2 separate regions of the Mus musculus genome follow, and region 1 is linked to region 2. A link is a contact called in public Hi-C data. All regions are on one chromosome and are shown on one strand. The core of a region is the stretch at or near the end of the contact, and the rest is flanking DNA. Distances in the headings are between cores, read along the strand shown.

Evidence for each region. Hi-C and Micro-C count contacts between places; a contact is called where the count stands out from the background.
Region 1: a contact with region 2 is called in a Hi-C map of cerebral cortex, with 2.5 times the contacts expected there. The contact joins two enhancer-like sites. A contact is called at or near these places in 4 of 484 Hi-C or Micro-C datasets (cerebral cortex, cortical neurons and nephron progenitors) and 5 of 115 datasets of contacts at active chromatin or transcription factors (embryonic basal ganglia, embryonic forebrain, embryonic stem cells and 1 more).

Annotation. Positions count from the first base shown.
Region 1 is chr11:80,601,956-80,604,917 of GRCm38.p6, reverse strand. All of the region lies in intron 16 of Myo1d (myosin ID), which reads left to right. Among named protein-coding and RNA genes, the nearest start is that of Gm38907, 15 kb to the left of the region's middle. Within about 2 kb of position 1,622, at least 131 of the 459 cell types and tissues checked have an H3K27ac peak or open chromatin away from gene starts, as enhancers often do. A contact at or near this core is called in cerebral cortex, cortical neurons, embryonic forebrain and 1 more, where this site is marked.
Region 2 is chr11:80,518,131-80,520,906 of GRCm38.p6, reverse strand. All of the region lies in intron 21 of Myo1d (myosin ID), which reads left to right. Among named protein-coding and RNA genes, the nearest start is that of Gm31109, 10 kb to the right of the region's middle. Within about 2 kb of position 1,501, at least 76 of the 459 cell types and tissues checked have an H3K27ac peak or open chromatin away from gene starts, as enhancers often do. A contact at or near this core is called in cerebral cortex, cortical neurons, embryonic forebrain and 1 more, where this site is marked.

The DNA.
Region 1 (2,962 bases), core at 373-2,872, 84 kb before region 2:
TGTCCTGGCGCCCTGGGTAGTGTGCTCAGTACTGTCCTGGCACCCTGGGTAGTGTGCTCAGTACTGTCCTGGCGCCCTGTCCCTGTGGGATGCTCCTGCTTTCCCTCTGTCCTAAAAGGCTGCTGGCCCTTTCCTGCGGCTCTGCACTCCATGCTGTCCCTACCACTTCACCAGGACACTTTTCTAGTCTCTGGCTGCTGTTCTGGTGAACGAGCCTAACCCCATCTTAAGGTCAGTAGCCATTTTGTTACAAGGTCAAAATAAGTTCATTTATGTTTACTGGAAAACTTGAGTTCCACCTTGCCTCAACCCATTTTCCGGAATTCGGCATGTTTTATACCCTATACCCTGACCTCTGCTCTCACGGGATGTTCTGTCAGGTTCCTACATGACATTCCTTGGAAACCCCTGAGCCTTGCAGTCTGGGGACTATAAAAACCCCACCTCTCCTATGTTTGGTGCTGACCTTCCTAACTTTTGTGTTTTATTTTTGAAACAAGACCTCATTTTTAAAATATTTAAATGCTTCTTTCTTAATTTTTGAGATAAGGTCTCCTTAGGTAAGCTAGGTTGGCCTTGAACTCACTATAAAGAATTTCTGATCCTCCTCTAAATCTGAACTGAATTAAAATGCTTTTAGCTGGACATGTAGTGGTTCACATGTGGAACCCCAGCACTTGGGAGACAGCAGCAGGATTCTGTGGCTGAGCCTGCCGCTCTGAGAAGTGTCACTGGTTACTTGGTGGGCCTTTGTGACATTTGGTGAAAGCGAACATTGATATACTAAGAAGGTAGAGGAGTGGTTTAGAAATTGTACCTGGAGTTCTAAACTACGAGTGAAGGCAAACACATAAGGTAATGGGAGAATAATCATACTCCCTTATACAACAATAAGCCCATTTTATATGCTATACATAATCTAATGCAATGCACATGTGTGTGGATATGGTATACATAATAAACAACTGAAAACTGTTTTGACAGCTGTTGAAGTGACGGCAGGATGAGTGTTGGTGAGACAGGTAAATGCCCAGGTTTTGAAATTTGAACAGAACATACATGCATAGTATCGGCAGATATGACATTAAGTCCTAGAAGAAGCAGCTAAAATAGTTTGGGAAGAACAAGCGTGCAGGATGGGAAAGTAAGCTCAGGTGACAGGGAAAGGGTTACTTACTGTCTTTTAGGATAAGTGTTTTTTATGCTATTTTTTTCAACAATCTAAAACCTAGATAAGCCAGCTACACAAACGGAACAAGTGAAGCCTGTCCTTAAAAAGCACTTCCGGAATGCTTTCAACGTTTCCAACCAAAACTGTTTTAATAAAAAGCTTTACAAAATGCTTCTTGGAAATTAGAAGATTGGCTTTGTATAAAGTGGGCACCAGAGAATCTCAATTTTCTCCCCCTCTGAAAAGCAAAGCCCCAAACAGTAGGAAACTTGAAGTGTGTTTTGTCTAAGAAATTGAATCACACACTTCCACCCTCTAATTGTGTTCCCTTTGGTTTCTCAAGATACCAAAGAAGGGGCCTTTATTTTAGCACTCGGGTGGGGGCGTAGCACAGCCATCTGCACAGCACATTCGGCTACAGGAAGGAGCCGCTGAGACTAAAAAGGGTTCTGTTCCGTGCCACGTGAGAGCACGAGATGGTTTTCATTGCCTCATTGTCTTCCAGTACTGGTGATACGTGAACCCCAGATTGCCATCACACACGTTGCTCACACACCACGTTTCCCTATGTATTGCGGGTTTTCTTGCCCCATCGGGCTCCCTTGATAACCTCCTCCCATGTGGTCTGCATACAAATCTGTGCGCTTGCTCACGCCGTGCCACAGGCTGTGGAGGGAGAACGTGCCAGCACACAGTGAGCACTCAGCCGCAGGAAGACAGCCTCACAACAGCTAAATGGAGGAGCTGGTGCAAGTGTGTCTCGGGAGAATTCAGGGGCACAGATGGGGATTCAAGAGGAATTACAGGAACCCTGGGGGAGGCTGGAGAAGCCGTACTGTGAGCTTTGAATTCGCGGTTGAAACCAGAGGGAAATGACACAAGCCACCGAAGGATAGGACTGGGTGATTAAGGCACAGCGGTGACTAGCAAGGGATCTGGGGGTAGCATTCGGCAAAGAGAGTATGGTTAGTCATCTGAGGTCACAGAGCCTCTGTGGCAGAAAAGAACAGAAAGGGGCACATACTGGAAACAGTAGGAAAGAAAACAAATTCAGTGATTGAGAGAAAGAGTCAGAGAAGGGCCCTTGATCAGTCAAAGATTACATTAAATTCGGCTTTCTCAAAAGATTGTAAACTAGGAGTACCTGGATACAGGAGCTTGAAAAGATCTAAGTATCTCTGATGTGATGCTTGGACAGATTTGGTGTTTGTATATTGTCTGATTATCAAGTGCTGAAGCCCAGGGAAACTTAATGTGATCCTGATGGTCTCTTCGGCCCTCTCCCCAGGGGTGAATATACTAAGTTCTCACGACTGTATCGTGCCTAGGAAAAGCTGGAGCGTAGGCTTTGTGTAAATCCACTTAGCGCCGGTGTGCTATCTGTGTGAAGCTGCATTTCTGAAGCACTGTAGATGCTTACGGCATTTGGCTCTGACTCATCTTACTTGACTTCAGCTTTCCTAAAATATTTATCCATCTACAGATACTTGCATTTTGGTTTCCTTCATTTTGTGATAATAAAGTTAAAACAAAACTGCTTTAAATACCACACACACTTCTCTATAAAATTATGATTGGCTGGGGAGTGGGGGTGAGGGGGAACGACCATGATTCCTCACGCCATCTATTGGCAGCAGATGGAATAGACAGGCTTTGTCTCTTTTTGGTGGTGGTGGTTTTAGTGTATGTTAGTTTGTTTGAGACCCGTTTTCTCTGTGTAGTTCTGGCTGTCCTAGAACTCACTCTTTAGACCAGGCTGGCCTTGAACTCAGAGATCTATGTGCCTCTGGC
Region 2 (2,776 bases), core at 252-2,751:
GTTTGAGGCCAGACTGGCGGGCAGAGGAAGTTCCAGGACAGCCAGGGCTACATAGAGAAACCCTGTCTCAAAAACCAAAAATCAAAACAACCAAACAAAAAACTATTTTGAAACTTCTTCACTTTTCTCTGTTCCTCAAATAATAGGCAATTTCCTAAAGTTTTATAAATAGGAAAGGTATAAAAACATTTTTAAACCTAAAAAACAAATTACAGGGTATGAACATTGGGTATTGGCTTATGATTTGCATCTTTTCAACAGTGTTGCTAGAGGCCTTTCTAATCCTCATGATTCACTACAGAAATTTTGTTTTAATCTTTCTGAGACAGCAAATACACACAACAAAACTAGAACACTGTAGTATTAAAAAATTAATATAACATATTGCTTAAGAAAGGAATCACTGTTTAATATAGAAAAATCATTTATTTCATAATATTCATCATAAACTAGATTTCCCCTAACATACTATTGATCCTACAGTCTGTATTACTTCATTTCTATTAAAGAGTTCTTAGCGCCTGGGTTGGACACAATTCCAGAGTAGTGTGCCTTTCAGGGACATTCTCTCTCACATGGTGTTCATGTCCCTCTTCACGGTCCCGCACGAATCTAACGTATGAAATCAGCTAACGTGGCCTTCATGTGACACCAAAGGGAAGGGCGTGCCTGTATTGAAGAGATGTAACATCCATACAGGTCATTGACAAACCTCAACACCAAAGAACAAGCTGCCTCCCTTTAAAGGCTAAAGCGTATAATTACTTTTTAAGCCATGCAGTTAATGTTATACACAGACAGTCAGACAGCGGAGACTCTCTGAAGTCATACATGCAGCAGGTAGAGGTCAAGGCAATGAAGAGCTCCTATTGCAGCCTGCCCTCTGCAACACACACATGCTCTCGTCGTCATTTTGTTTTGTGTGAGGCAGGCCCTTGTATGGCCCAGGCTGGCTCTGAATGCCTTCTCCTCCACCTCCCTGTGCAAGGTTTGAAGGCGTGGACCAGTGCACTCAGCTGGCCACATACTTCTAGGATAAATTTTCAATAGCCATAGAGTTTTCGGACCATAAGCCCACAAAAGCAGGTTGGGGGCTTTGTAGAAACTCTGTCCATGGTAGGAGCAATCCACAGAGTAGTAACCTAGCCTGTCCTAACCCAGAATGCCACGCCTAGAGGTCTACACCCCAAAACCTGACAGTCTCTTGGAATGTGTGGAAGTGGTGGTTGGTGGATCATGGTAATGATGAAGGACCTTTCCCAGTCTGCTTATCTGTGTTTCTAAGAACCACGGGCTCCTGACTTCACAGAAGTCACCTTTCAGCGTGAGGACACAGCCCACATGATATGTTAACAGCAAGGCAGGATGGGGAAGCATGGCATTTATTCTGTTCCCCTGATCACTTTGAATGTCACATTTCTTATCTGTAAAATTGGGATAAAAATACCTGCCTCCACAGAGATTAACCTAAATCGGGAAACAATGTGAACTGCCTCGTGCCATCTCTGTCAGGTACTTGGTGACTGATATGTTTGATGTTCCACTGTATAGAGCGTGCTGGAAATACACAAGGGAAAGCTGCTCACCGTGTCGAGCAAGACAAATGCTCCTTTTTCCACAGTGTGGTCAGTCTTCAGCAATGGAGCAGATCGGAAAACCTCCAGCAAACCTACACAGACACATAGCCAGCTGCCCTCAGCTTTCTGGTCTCTGGTCTAAATAAGCCTTTGACCCTGTCTGTCTGTATGACAGTGGCATTGCAGGATGTGAACTGGCCGAGTTGAAATGCCTTCCTGGGGGCTGTCCTATGGGCATGTGAACACATTTTCCATATGTAGGAGCATAAAGATTTAGGAAAGCAGTGGGTACTCTTAAATGATTATCCCCAAGCTGTGTGCACCCCACCACAACCCCCACCCAAAGCTCCTTTGTCTGAAACTCAGAAGGTTCTGGGAAGGAGCCAGCATGCAGGAATTTAAAAGACAACTGCTACAGAACAAAAATGTGTGCTAAAAATACTAAAACCAACAAGGATTCATCATCTGAAAGCAGAGCAGACTGCATGTGCCCCTGCTTCTGGGCCCCGCTCACTCCTTGATGGCTCTGTGCTATTCGGGGGTGACAGTAATTATGGAGCTGGAGTGCTCCTTGGCAGAGGCAGACAGAGCTTGGAGCAGAGGAATGGTTTCCATGGCAATGGCATCAGCATCTGAATGACTTCCTGTCACAACAAGTTTGTGATTTAATGAGTTCATCACCGAATTCCAAAGGAAAGCCAGAGTAGATGAGCTACTGTTGAGAGCTTGGAGTGGCTCATCCCAGTGTCTGTGTGTGTGTGTGTGTGTGTGTGTGTGTGTGTGTGTGTGTGTGTAGGGGGAGGGGGCCTCCCGTCCAGTGCAGCATGGGAAGGGACCAGGTGCTCTGTGTGGGATTAGGAGCCCTGTGGCAGTGTACCAAGAAGAGGGAGTCTAGACAAAATCTGTTCTAGGAGGGCTGCCTTGCTGTTCTCTGAGTTGAAAGAATCACAGTCCTCCTGCGAAGCTCACCCTTCTCAAACCTGAGGAAAGGGATGGATCACAGGAGTTCAGTTCAGAGCTTCAGACACAGGTCCTTTAGAAAGTAAAGGCATAAGAGAAAGACCTCAAATTCTAGCATTCTTGTTGTGTGTGACCAGAAGGAAAGGGGAACGAACGCAGGGTACCTGGTCACACTCCGTCACAGTACAGGGAGAAGTATTTAACATGGAGCAGAAGTCAATCACTGAGACCCCTCCCAG